2 separate regions of the Hordeum vulgare genome follow, and region 2 is linked to region 1. Evidence: chromatin contacts called from public Hi-C data. All regions are on one chromosome and are shown on one strand. The core of a region is the stretch at or near the end of the contact, and the rest is flanking DNA. Distances in the headings are between cores, read along the strand shown. Region 1 has its middle 80 kb from the start of LOC123441212. Region 2 has its middle 150 kb from the start of LOC123412440.

Region 1 (7,247 bases), core at 3,370-5,869:
CTCGTTACCAACTCACAAAAGATAATGATGCTTATCTTGTTGTTTACCTGGAATTCTTTTCTATTCACGGTCAGGAAACGGGGGGCACAATTCTACACGGGCCGAGTAAGGATGGGTTGTACCCTGTTGCTGGCCAACCGGTTGCTCATGGACGTCACATCCTTGGAGCAATCAAGCCATCTACATCTAGGTGGCATAGACATCTAGGCCATCCCTCCTTACCTGTGGTGCAGCAGATTCTTCGCAAAAATAGTCTTCCAGTGTCAAATAAAGTAGATCACCATCTTGTGTGTGATGCATGTCAAATGGCTAAAAGCCATCAATTACCTTACTCTCGTTCAACTAGTGTTTCTCAAGCTCCTTTAGAGCTCATTTATTCTGATGTTTGGGGCCCTGGGCCTCTTTCAGTTGGTAGACAAAAATACTATGTCAGCTTCATCGATGATTTCAGCAAATTTAGTTGGCTTTACCTTATCAAACACAAATCAGATGTCTTCCAAAAATTTCATCTTTTTCAAGCACTTCTTGAACGTTTGTTTGATCGCAAAATTATTGCTATGCAAACAGACTGGGGTGGAGAGTATCAAAAGTTGAATCAATTTTTTCAACGCCTTGGCATCAGTCACCATGTATCCTGCCCTCATGCACACCAACAAAATGGTTCTGCCGAACGTAAGCATCGCCACATTGTAGAAGTTGGTCTTTCCCTTCTTGCTCATGCATCGATGCCTCTAAAATTTTGGGATGAGGCCTTTTCTACGGCGGTCTACCTTATAAATCATGTTCCCAGTCGTGTTATTCACAACCAAACTCCGTTGGAACGTCTCTTTGGTCTCACACCAAACTACACCTTTCTTCGTATATTTGGTTGTGCTGTTTGGCCTAATTTGCGTCCTTTCAATAAACACAAACTTGATTATTGTTCCAAATAGTGTGTTTTCATTGGCTACAGTGACCTTCATAAAGGATATAAATGCCTTGATGTCTCCACAGGGAGGGTATGTGTTTTTCGTGATGTTATTTTCGATGAGCATATTTTTCCCTTTGCTTCTTTACATCCTAATGCCGGTGCCCAACTACGTGCAGAACTTGTGCTTCTTCCACCCACTCTTCTAAATTCGTCAAGTCTCATTAATCCTACAGCAATGCAGAATGATCCCTTGGCAATTTCCAATACCTATGCTCCCACCTCTGCTAACAGTGTGCAGGACTCGGCGGGCGATCACCATGATTTTATGCACACTAACTCTCCTGCAGATTTGGTGGTCGCAGACAATCCGGAGGTCCAGGCCTCGGGATCGGTTGCCCCAGCACTTGGATCAGTTCCGGGCTCCATGCGCCAACCCAGTGTGGCCGTGGACCGGTCCCACACGCCGACATCGTGCCAGGACACGGACTCGGTGCGTCCGTCAGGCCCTGCAGCCGCGGGCCCGGCGTTGTCCCCCGCCTCGGCTCTGGTGCGGTCTCCCCCATGCGGTGCGCCTGCAGCGGGCCCGTCGCTCTCCCCCCGCCTCGGAGCTGGCGCGGTCTCCTCCCCGCGGTGCACCTGCCATGTCCCCCGCCTCGGAGCTGGCGCGGTCTCCTCCCTGCGGTGCACCTGCCATGTCCCCTGCCTCGGAGCTGGCGCGGTCTCCTCCCCGCGGTGCACCTGCCATGTCCCCTGCCTCGGGATCGGGTGGGTCTTCTGGATGTGGTGAGCCGTCGCTGGCCGACACGGCCGATTCTTCTGCGGGGCCCGCCCTGTCGCCTGTCGCGTCGCCCCCGCACCCCGAGATGGATTCTCCCGCGCCTGCTGCCTCATCCGGTTCGCTGCATGCCTCCGATTCGCATGCAGACGAGGCATCTTTGGACTCTGCACTGGTACACTGTATTCAGCAACACATGCAACCAACGCCCTCTGCGCCTCCACCTACACGTGCTCACACTCGGTCCCAAAGTGGTATTCTCAAACCCAAAGTTCATACCGATGGTTGTATTCGTTGGGGCTCTTTCTGTGCTACAGGTGAACCAGACAATCTTAAGGAGGCCATTGGGGATCCTAAGTGGAAAGCTACTATGGATGAAGAATTTGGTGCACTCTTGTCAAATAAAACGTGGCATTTGGTTCCACCGCGTCGAGGACAGAATATCATTGACTGCAAATGGGTCTATAAGGTAAAACGGCATTCTGATGGTACCATTGATAGATATAAAGCCCGTCTAGTTGCAAAAGGTTTTAAACAACGCTATGGTATTGATTATGAGGATACTTTTAGCCCAGTTGTCAAGGCTGCAACCATTCGTCTAATTCTGTCTATTACTTTGTCTCGTAATTGGTCTATGCGACAACTCGATGTTAAGAACGCGTTCTTACATGGTGTTCTGGAAGAGGATGTTTTCATGAGACAACCATGTGGGTATAAAGATCCACAGTCACCTACTTTTGTTTGCAAGCTTGACAAAGCATTATATGGCCTCAAACAAGCACCTCGGGCATGGTATTCTCGTTTGTCTTCCAAACTTCAGTCACTTGGATTTCATCCTTCACAGGCGGATACCTCCTTGTTTTTCTATTCTAGACATGGAGTCACAACTTATCTATGTTGATGATATTATTGTTACTAGTTCCTCTGCTCAAGCGGTTGATGCCCTCTTAAAAGATCTTCGCATAGACTTTGCACTCAAGGATCTTGGTGCGCTCCACTACTTCCTTGGCACTGAGGTAACCCCTACTCGAGATGGCATCATTCTATCACAAGGCAAGTATTTACTAGACTTACTTACACGTGTAAGCATGAAAGGCTGCAAACCTGTCCCAACTCCTCTACCAACAACCAAAAAATTATCTCTTTATGATGGTGAGCGTCTTTGTGATGAGGACTCTACAAAATACAGAAGTATTCTTGGTGCCTTGCAATATGTGACCTTAACTCGTCATGATATCTCTTTTTCGCTCAACAAAGTTTGTCAGTTTTTACATGCTCCTACAACAGTTCATTGGTCCCTGGTCAAGCGCATTCTTCGCTATTTACAAGGAACTATGAATCATGGTATTCGTATCAGTAAGTCAGATTCTATGCTGGTTAGTGCCTTTTCAGATGCAGATTGGGCTGGTTGTCCCGATGATCGCCGCTCCACAGGGGGTTTTGCAGTTTTTCTTGGCAGTAATCTAGTCTCTTGGATTGCTCGCAAACAACCTATTGTGTCTCGCTCCAGTACAGAAGTTGAATATAAAGCACTGGCCAATGCAACTTCTGAAGTTATTTGGGTACAAACTCTGTTGACGGAACTGGGTGTGCATCATCCCCGAGCAGCATCTCTTTGGTGTGATAATTTGGGTGCTACTTACTTGTCTGCAAACCCTATATTCCATGCGCGAACCAAACATATTAAGATCGATTATCACTTTGTTCGGGAAAGGGTTGCCAACAAGCTGTTGAATATCAGGTTCATCCCTACAGGTGATCAAGTGGCAGATGGTTTACTAAGCCTTTAACAGCTCGGCAATTGGATGTTTTTAGTCGCAATCTTAACTTGGGCAGTTGTGATTGAGGGGGGATGTTAGACAATATATCGCTGTATACATACGTGACTTGTATAACACGTATAGGCGTGCGTGTGTATTAGGGTAGGTTAGGATCTCTCTCTATCCCATTATGTTTAAACTGTAGATAAGAGTAGATTGATCTTAAACCTCCATTTGATGTATATCTCTTCGGCTTATGCCTATATAAACATGCACGCGTCCCTGCTAAGAGCATACGCTTCCAGCCTTTTCCACAGGGAGCGCGTCCGACCGTCGGAAGAGTCGCAGCCAGCCGGAGGACCACACGCCAGATCGTGGTGGAGGAGGAGTCACAGAGCTAGCCGTCGGGGCGCGGCCCAGGCAGCCATAGCTCCCACCGGAGTAGCACGAACGACGACAGGGAAGGAGGGGTGCCCGCCGCATCGAGGGAGTTCGCGGGAGGGGTGAGGAGGGTTGGGGGCCGCACGACGCGTGAGATCCGCCCCACCGCTGCCATCTTGGGGCCGGCGCGGCTTCATCGGCTGGCCCTCCGACAGCGGCGATGGGGGAAGGGCGGCACCAGGGGCGGAGCCAGGATTCAGACATAGGGGGGGCCAAGCCAAGCTGATATTTTTTTGTCTAATGTACAGTAATAAGTACCATAATGATGTGTTCCTTCGATCAATTAATGCATAATTATGTTTATATTAATTTCAACTTGTCCTTACGATTGTTAATAAGGTCGAGAATATTAATAATTCTATCATATGAGAACTTAACTGGTAATTGCTTTTGAATGTACATTATCATGCAATTCAAAAACAAGGCAAATCTCATTAGAATAGGATTGGTACACATGTCAATATCACTAGGTCGAGAGCATGAAGCAATAGACACAAAACTCAAGTATATTTTTATGGTGTTTGGGGGCGCTTTTTTATTCATAAGGCATGGCAGATCACAAAAGCAATAGACACAAAACTGAAGTATATTTTTTGTTGATCCCCCCCCCCCCCCCCCCCCCCCCCCCCCCCCCCCGCGCGTCTGCCACTGGCCGGCACCGGGGGGCTGTTGGACGGGGGCTAGGGTTCCCGAGCCGCCCCTGTACCACCACCACTACTTAACATGGAGTTAACGGATACTAACCGTTTGTGTACGGAGGAGAGGGAGAAGAGAGAAGGCGACGTATATGTCTCGGTCTGTATGACCATATGTGTGCATGTGGCGGGCGAGCGATCTCCATCGACGCGCGACCATCCAGCTAGCTGCATCTGCATGGTCGAGGCTCGAGGGTGACCAGTCACCCGATGGAGGCTTGCAGTCTTCCCGTTTACCCGATGGAGCCATCCGACGACATATCACACATGTACCGTAACCGTACTGACTCGATGAGAGAGACGTCGCACGAGAGAACAGATACATGGCTGTCAGACAGACCGTAGGTACGTTTAGATGAGCAGCACAGCGCATTTGGGGTGCATGGTAGAGGCAGCAGATAGATGTTACTTTTGCATAAAAACATACTCCCGAATGGTGCATGTCATTTTAGCAGGTGATTGATCGATTGCGAGAGCGTTTTAGGTGGCCTAACAGCTAGGGATGGTTCAGAATTCAAACAGAGCAAACCGTACGTCCATGCCAACGAGAGATGGAAGGTCGTTGAAAATAATAGTTCAGGGATCGAGTGCCTTTTTGAAAAAAAAAAGTTGAGGATCGTACCTGATTACTACTGCGCGCTTGTGAGGATTGAGGGCTGAAAGCAACTCCAACGCGGCGACTCATTTCATTCGTCGTCGTCTGTTTCAATCCATACGAATAAAAATGATGGTCCAACGCGCTGACTCATTGCCAAATCGCGTTTACACCGACCCATTTTCGGTCCAAATTTAAAACTGAAATGCATCGACGCGCCCTCTCGATGTCCGTTTCATCCACATCCGCCGGTCGTCCAACTACCCACAGTCAACTTAATTAATGACAGTCACCCTCCATGGGCCCACGCGTCAGCGATCGCGGTCGGTCTTTTTTAATCCGAGTGTGCGGCGGGGTTCGGCCTCATCTACTTCCAGAACCTCCCATCCTCATCTCGTCACCTCTGTGCTCCCTCGTCGACGACCAAACCCTAGCTAGCGGTCATGGCCGGCACCTCCCAAAACAAGGACAAGTCCCCCGTCTACCCCCACACGGTCTTCTCGCTGGCCTCGCCAACGCGTTAGCGTCCCGGTGCATCAAGCGCGGTGCCACTGGGAGTACCGCATCCCGTTGTCGTACCTAGACGTGACCCTCCCGCACCACTCGCATCTGCATCCGGAGAGAATCCCGGTGTCGGCCGTGCCGCGGTCGACTCGGATGCATGCGGAGGAGGTGATTTGCCGGCGGCGACAGCTGACGCCGGAGTAGCGGCTCAACCCTGTGTACGCGGCTGACTCTCCCGACTGGGAGGTCTCGTTCTTGGTCGAGCACGAGGAGCAATGTCGGCGCGGCGTGCGCGACGTGCAGCCAGGAGGTTGTCCGCCGCCCCGCCCGTCGTTAGCGACGAGGACCAAGAAACGGAGGCCGCCTACTAGGCGGCGCTGGCACCCGCATTCGGCGAGAGCGAGGAGGAAGAGCGGTGCAAGGCCGAGGAGGAGGAGGCGGCGTACGAGGCACGGCCTGCGGAGGCCATCGCACTGTCCACCGCCGGTGACTGCGTCATGCCCCCTCCGCCAAAGACCGAGCCCATGGAGCCGCAGCGGGAGCTCTACCAGTGGATCGGCTGCGTCCATGAATCGGTCTCCGCGCCCCCATCTGATTGGGCGCGACACCGGAGCAGGAGGCCGTCTACCTCCAGCACTGGAGGACGTTGCACATGGAGGAGGAGCGCGCCGATGCGCGACAGATGAAGCTGGAGCGGGACGACAAGGAGGAATGGCTGGAGATGGAGGAGGAGGAGCGCGCCCGTGCTGCGCTGCCAACGCCACCAGCACAGCCCGCACCTGCGAGACAGACGATGGTGGCGCAAGCAGCGGTGTACCCCTGGGTCGGTCATGCGCCAACGCTGATCGACCTCACCGGCCCCGGCCCTGACACCGACGACGAGGACGCCTAGGGCAGCGCGCTGTCTCGTATTTTATGTTTTTTATGTTTAATTAATGTAATAAAAACGCGTGGACTCTCGTCGGCCTTCGTGACCCGTTTTTATGATTAACTAATGTTTGTTTTATTTTTAAAAATGGTTGCATATATTTTTCACGTCTTATTAAAATGGATCGGATCACTGTTGAACGCATGCGTCGATCCGAACGCGGAAGGGGACATTTGTCCGCCGGCCGATTCTAAGGGACAAAATTGGGATAAATGCGTCGGGTCGCCCATTGGAGTTGTGAGCGGCGTGGTCCGGACAGAGTCAGCGGCGCTGCGTTTTATCTTCCTCTTTTGACGTCGCAGCGGCTGCTGAGTGCTCTGCTTTAGGTGTGAAATCTGCGTGGTGACCCACTCTAGCTGCTTCTCGCCCTGTTGCACCATCTACCTACCGGGCTGCTTTTGCCGGCGAACCTGGCTCGGTGTCTTCGGCAGCGCATCCCCTTCATCTAACTGGCGTGGACAACGGCAAAACGGTCCAGGATTTGGTTCCGTTATATATATACTTTTTCCACCGTAATCCTGCTACGTTATTTCTCTTCTTTGGATGAAGAGACAATTTCATTGACGAGAATGAAGATCAAGAGGATAAAAAACAATGAGCACTAGAATGAAGATCAGAAGGATAAAGAACAATGAGCAC
Region 2 (7,485 bases), core at 14-2,513, 450 kb before region 1:
TTATATATAAATATCATGGTAGCATTTTTTACCCTAAAACAAACTAGTGTAAACATACCCTTGATATCTTTTTTATGAATAACATGGTAACTCACACATCGTATACCTGATAACTCACACACCCAGGCCCTGATAACTTTAGGGGTTGGGGAGTGTATGAATAGCATGGTAACTCGTAATTCGCAGAACTGATAACTTATGTACCCTGGTCCTGTTAACTTTGACGACGGGGGCAGGGGCTGTGAGTTGATGAAATATCACCTCATTAACTTTTATGTGACTGATAACTCACAAATCAAGACCTGATAACTTATGTACCCCGGTCCAGGTAACATCGGCCAAGAGGGTGCGGGTGGGGAGTTGTTGAAACATATCATGTTAAATTCTGTGCAAATAACATGGTATTTTACATCCCGAAGATATGATAACTTATGTACACCCCATAGTAACTTTGACCCGATTTGCACTATAGAAAATTTTGAAGTTTCGAAATAGGAAAGAATCTAAATAGTGAGAATGTACAATGACATCATCTTTTTTGTGCTCTAGCACATTTGCCCATGGAGAGAATGTTGGAGGAGCCATTTTTATGCCCCGGTAATTTGTATGTAAACAAGATGCTAACTAACACACCACAGACGTGATAACTTATTTTGCCTAGGTCTGATAACTTTTGACCTGAGAAAAAAAGTCTGATCTAGTTCTGAAGGTCTCGTCGCAATGAATCTTTTATGTAAAAGCGATTTTATAATCGGACAAACGGTTTGAGCTACAAAATATTTTGAAATTTTATTTTTAGATGAAATCTTTGCTGGCATCAGCTTTTATTTTTTCCGCATGCAGCTAACGTTCGAAGCCTACATGCCCGTTGAGAAAGTCCATGCATGCGCGATTAATAAGCGATTAGAGGAGGTGTTCAGATCTATTGCTTAACTTTCAAACAGTCAGAAGTTAGCAAAGATCTTTAGAAATATTCAACATGTTGATACATGTTACACATGTATAGAAAAACTAAAACGTGTATTAAACATTAGACATGTATTTGAACAAAAGGAAACAATAAAAACAAAAATAAAATGCACAAAATGTAAAAACAATGTAAAAGGATAAAAAGAAAAATTGCAACGAACATTCCCAAAACATGTCAAAAATTGATGGTATTTTGCATGAACTGGTCACAACACCGCTCCATGTATGTGTCAATTTGGCCGGCCCATCTTGCTGCTCACCTACATCCAGGAAGGAACTCGGTCTCGGCAAACCCTATTTAATGCCACAAGCGCCGGTTAAAGGCAAAATGTGCTAATCGGCGCCTGCAGCGCTCCGCAATGGGCCGTCCCATCTAAAAGTTTTTCATGAACTCTTTTAGCCCGTGAACTGTTTTAACCCGTGAACATTTTTTGAAATCGGTGAACTTTTTTGAAAATCGTTGAACTTTTTTTTTGAATCGATGAACTTTTTTGAAAAGTGATAAACATAATTTAAAATTGATGAACTTTTGTTGAAATCAGTGAACTATTTTAAAACTTTATGACCTTTTTTCAAAATTGGTGAACTTTTTTTCGAATTCTGTGAACTTTTCGAAAATTCATGAACATATTTCCAAAAATCGGTGAACTTTTTTCCATAATCACTGAATCTTTTTCACAAATCTGAACTTTTTGAAAATTCTATGAACTTTTTATCAATTTTTCAATAACCAACGAATTTAATATGGGCCGCCCCGCGAAGAAGGCCGCTGCAGGCGCCCGTTCCCCTAGTGGCGCGTCAAGCGCCACATAGAAGTCCCCTCGGTCTCGCGATTGTCAAGATATAGCTCCCGCACCTCCAGGCCATATTGTATGCAATAGCCTACCACCACCCATGGCAAGGGTGGACCCAAGATCAATTTTTAGAGGGGTAAAGATGTACTAAATGGATTGCTAAGTGGGGATAAATCATTATTTAGCTTTGCATATTAAAAGTGCGCTAAAATTTTTGTGGGGGCAGCACTGGATTCGCCCCTGACCCAGACGAGACTAGTTTGCGCTAGCATATGTAGCAAACACAAGTGCACAACAAGCAATTAAACCATCAGCCGTCGTGCCTCCTCAACATCTTAAGCACTAATTGGCGAATTGGTGCTCGGAGAAACGCGCTCATGCGCATGCCAGGCTATTGCCCATTAAGGTTAGCCCACCTCCTCGCTTAGTTTTCTCACAAGTTCGCTCATTTTCAAGAAAAAAATCAGTATTCAGATTTAAAAAAACATTTATTTCACACAAAAAAATCAAGAATTTGAAAAAAAAATGTGAGTTTAATAAATGTTTCAGAAGTTCGCTTAGTTTTCTCACAAGTTCGCTCATTTTCAGTTTCTATATATTGGGTCGCGCTATTCGTCACCCTGCGTGAGGAATAGTTATTCTTCACCCCCTCTATTTTAACATCAATGCACCGTAATTTTACGTTCCGTAAATTTTGTCTTATTTTATACGTAAAAAGATATCATAAAAATATAATTAATGTAAAAATATTTTATGTCATGTAAAATTACGACCATACAAAAATAGTGCAAAAAATACAACAAACTCAATTTTTTTGGTCTTGTGACCTATATTTTTGTTTTCTTTTGTCAAATTTTACGTAGTGATTCAATATAAATGTAAATATTTGTATTTCAAATATAATTTATTTGTAAATTGATCATAAGATTATCTCGGGTGAAGAATAAACTATTTTGCACCCTGGGTGATGAATAGAGTTTCTATATATTTATATATATATATATATATAAAGTCTATTCACCATCCAGGATGCAGAATAAGTTATTCTTCATCCGAGGTAATTTTACGATTGTTTCATAAATAAATTAATTTTGAAATGCAAAAAGTTACATTTATATTGATTCACCATGTAAAGTGTGACATAAGAAAACAAAAATATAGGTCATAACACCAGAAAAATGGTGTTATATATATTTTTACACTATGTTTTTGTGTTTATAATTTTACGCGACACAAATTATTTTTTAGGGTGACTATATATTTCTTACGGTATGTTTTTATGTATGAAATAAGATAACATTGACGAAACGTAAATTACGATGCATTGATATGAAAATAGAGGGGGCAAAGAATAACCAATCCTCATTCAGGATGACGAATAGTCAATCAATATGATATAGAAAGTCTATTAACAATCCTGGGTGAGGAATAAGTAATTCCTCACCCAAGTCAATCGACCGAGGGAGCGGCCCTGCATAATATTCGCGAGTGTAAAATTAGGTTTGCCCACTGTAAAATTATGTCAGATGGAAACGGTTGGGCTTTGGCTGGTCGCTAGGAGCTAGCCCACTCACCCCGTAGGCCCGTACACGAACCTTTTCATGTGAGCGGTTTTCACGGGCTCGGACATGTGTTCCTCTCACCCCGACCCATCTCCTCTTTAGAAATTGCGGCGGCGGCGATAGCAGCGGCGCCGGAGGGACCAACGGGAGGCGAGGGTAGGGCTACTCCCCTCTCTCCCTCGTGAAGTACCCCCCGCCCCCCTCGCCTCTCTGATGCGGTGGCGACCAGGAGGAGCTGTAGACGGTGCCATGATACGCGCGAGCACGGCGACGACAATGTCCTTCTCCGTCATCACTCTCCACCGTCGGCTTTCTTCTTGCCTGTAAGATCTCCCTCACCTTCCTCCTCCTTCACGAATTTCAGTATTTCTAGGGCTAGGTTCTTGGTTTTTGGGAGCGAGGCAGAAGAAGAGAAATAAGACAAAGGAAAATAAACAGGAGAGGAGCTTGCATACTGAAGGGCGATGTAGGTTGATGGTGGAGACTGTTGCTCTGCGGTGAGATCAATTCAAGGAGGAGGTGGATATCATGGTATATGATGAGAAGAAGGCCATGTGGATGGTGGAGAGAAAGAGGAGGAGCTCACGGCTACATAGGAGGAACAACAGTAAAATATCTTCTTAGATCCCGCCAACGGCGATGGCCCTGTTTCTATTCTGTTATAGATAAACTGAACTAGACCGGAGCTCCATAGTTTTGATTGAACTGGAGTGTCACGTAGTATTGAACAATACCATGTTTGGCCATTTAAACTTAGAAATGTAGTTGGGATGTTGCTACTGTATTAGGATGGTTATCCCATCATTGTGAATCTGCACTGTTGCAGAAGACAGAAACGGAATTCATAAAGGGTAAAGTACAGGAAAATGCGAAAAAACGAGCCTCGTAGCAAAGAATCACGCCCCAAGAAGAAGCACAAATCATTCAGGCCAAGTAACCGTGATCTTAATGCATAATGTCACTGACTTGATGATAAGGAGTATAAGGTTTTGTTAGTTTTTGAGTTAGTCAAACCACTGCCATCGGGGCTGATCATACTCTCAATATATTGAAATTTAAACCAGTCAAGTACGTGATCTTGCTAAAGGACGCAAATGTGTCTTTTCTAAAACTTCAAGTCGTCTTGATAAAAGCTCGGATTTTCACTTTGACCTGCAGTTGTTGAGGATCTCTGTGTGGAAGACTCCAGAACTATCTCTAGGTGCAAACCTCAACAGTAATGAGACATGGTAGCAATTAGCAAAAAGTGCAAGATGTAGGATCAGGTTTCCTTTTCCATTAATTGTACATTTGTTTCTCTTCGTCACCTATTTGAAAGCACACAGTACACTAATTTTTCTCAGGTTTGGTTCTCATACTTTTACATTGCTTAATACGAGGATAAATGGCTAAGCACCTATTTATTTCTAGGTTTGATATGTTGGTACATGCTGAGGAGAACGACATCGTTGAGTCTGCTCCTATTTTACGTCGATGCAAAGAAACAATGCAATCTATGTCGCGTGTAAGTTTGTAAAATGTATTAGTTGGACACGCTCCTATTTTTTGTTGGCACCACATCTCTTACCTTGTCTCTCAGATTTCTTATATCAACGGGCGAATGTGGAATGACTCTGTACGGCGTGCTAGATTATCAAATGTGGCTTGTTGGAAACTTACGTTGGTGGATAGTTATCCTCTCCCAGTCTATCAATATTCGTGGAAGCTGCAAATTCGAGTACTCAATTGCCATGAGGTGAACAGTAACCGTCATCCAGGGCCCATCCTATCAATCTTCGCTAATATATTGGTTTAACCTGCCCTCGGTCCAATAGTAATCTTTTATAACAGGAAAATATGATTTTTTTCCTTCAGGTTATTGCTTGCTTGTTTTCAAGCATAAACCAGATGGGAATGTGCTATTTTTGGCGAGTAATCAGGCGATTCTAGCTAAGCTCCATCAATTTCATTATGGTGTAAAGAAAATCCACACCATTATTTTTGCTTGAAATTCCTATACACTGCAAGACTTTGATTTTGTTCACATTTAAATTATTTTCCTATCTTGCTGAGCCATCCATTCAAATATGATTAATTTCTTCTTCCCTGTAGTTGTTACCAGGGATGTGCATTTATTTAATTCTATTTAATATTTGATTGATTAATATGCTGGGTGGTTTTGGCACTTTGCCTTACAATATGTGTCTGACAAATTAAAGAGAATACCTCTTTCACACTACTGTTGTTCAAACCAATCAGACACTGTCGTGAAATTCAAGTGCTTTTCAGGAGTTTATTTACCATATAATTTACCTCCAGTTGTTTGCTCCTTTTGTTCATCACAGATTGATGTAGTTTAGTAGCACAACTTCTACTAGTAGCATTAAGAAAATCCATCATGGATTTAAGGCGCTTCTATGATTCATTTTGATTAATCTGGTCCTAGGCTAGTTAGACAATGTCGTAAATAGTTACTGAACACAGACTAACTCAATATAATGACTCCCATCACTGTATCTGTCACAATTTTATAAAAGTAACTTCAGTGTGCGTTGAAACACTAGTTCTAGAGTTTGCATTTTGTCTCGTTTCTCCTATATCTGTTATTCATACCATCAGTTGGCGTGTTATGTGGTCATGTGATTCCGATGAATTTTGTATCCAAAACCCACATGCAATATCTTTGATTTTGATATTGTTTCCAGTTTAAGGTAGTGAAGCCTCAGTTACTCCTCAAGTGTTATATGTGCTTGTTTGGTGCCTGGCCTGTAGCTATTTGCTGGTATGCTTTTGAGAACTCAAAATATTCTTTTTTTTGGTCTGTGTTCAAGTGGATCATAGTTAATGTATGCCGGATGGAGAGTCATGCCTTTGTATTTGTGTGGGTGAAATTAATGCTAGGTTTAATTTTAGACCTTTTAGTAATAACAGTAAAATTCAGGTTTTGGTGAGAAGAAAGGAGAACCTAAAGGATTCAGTTCTATTGGTAGGATGCATGCCATGTTGCTTCCGGCCCATGGATATGACTATTTCATTCATCGAAGAGATTGTTGGGCAGATGAAATTGATGGGAAATCTTTGGTCACACGCAAATTAAGCAGCTTCAAGACCAAGTTTAAACATGTATGATGGCAGTGAAGTTGCGGCTAGTCTCTTTGCATCCTGATCTAAATTAGTCCGGTAATATTCAGTTATGTAATAATTCTGAATTTTTCCTGCTGCTGGTTACCAAGTGCCAAGTGAGACACAATGTTCTCCCAACGGATTTTAATTGTACTCATACGGATGATCTTTATTTGCTGAGATATTTCCTGGAACCATCAGTTACATGGTATCTATTTATTACATGACTTGGTTGTTCTTGTATATTTTCTTTAGAATTCTGTATATGAATGCCTCTGATGAGGCTGATTTTCCCCATTTGGATTGGTTGTCCAAATGTCTCCTTGACGCTTTTATACATCGGTCATCAAATTTCTAAGCTGGTTCTCAAATTTCTTAGGCCGGTGCTTAGCGAAAGTGTGCACAGAAAGAATTACTGGACCATTTCCTTATAGTTACCAAATTTGACTTGTACAGAACGATTAGTACACTAGTGGAGAAGGATTATTAATATACTATATAAATAGCAAAAATACCTACAATATAATAATGCAGTCTTATCCTATAAAAAATCATTAACACCTCGGGGAATCATTTTTAATATAGCTAGCAAAAATACCTATAATGTAGGAATGCAGTCTTATCCTATGAAAAAGGTAGGAACGCCTCACTATTTTGTTGCCGTAAAATTACAGCATCATCTTTCGTTTCATAGTGTGATTTTGATGCGCCATCCTGATTTCTCGCAAGCATGATGTAACTTACAAGTCTCCATTCCGTAAGATTAGCTCACTCTCATTCGCAAGCATTTCCTTTCTTTCCACACTAATCTTACCTTTTATAGTTAATTTCTTACATTTTGGACTTGTGTTCGTAAGATTGGACTGGGATGAAGAATAACTATTCCTCACCCAGTGTGACGAATATATATAAAACTTTACTGGAAAAATTCTTACTCCTCTCCCACCTATCCCGTGCCAACTCAACACATGAAAGGTAAAACTATGAATACTGGATGCCGTTCCGTAATTTCCTACTGATGGCAGCATGGATGTACGCTACATCGATGTATCTTACGG

What was found. Hi-C and Micro-C count contacts between places; a contact is called where the count stands out from the background.
Region 2: a contact with region 1 is called in a Hi-C map of leaf, with 2.1 times the contacts expected there. The contact joins two enhancer-like sites. A contact is called at or near these places in 2 of 6 Hi-C or Micro-C datasets (both in leaf).

The regions. Positions count from the first base shown.
Region 1 is chr1H:411,481,818-411,489,064 of MorexV3_pseudomolecules_assembly, reverse strand. No RefSeq gene overlaps it. Among protein-coding and RNA genes, the nearest start is that of LOC123441212, 80 kb to the right of the region's middle. Within about 2 kb of position 4,619, at least 3 of the 3 cell types and tissues checked have open chromatin away from gene starts, as enhancers often do. A contact at or near this core is called in leaf, where this site is marked.
Region 2 is chr1H:411,932,534-411,940,018 of MorexV3_pseudomolecules_assembly, reverse strand. No RefSeq gene overlaps it. Among protein-coding and RNA genes, the nearest start is that of LOC123412440, 150 kb to the right of the region's middle. Within about 2 kb of position 1,263, at least 1 of the 3 cell types and tissues checked has open chromatin away from gene starts, as enhancers often do. A contact at or near this core is called in leaf, where this site is marked.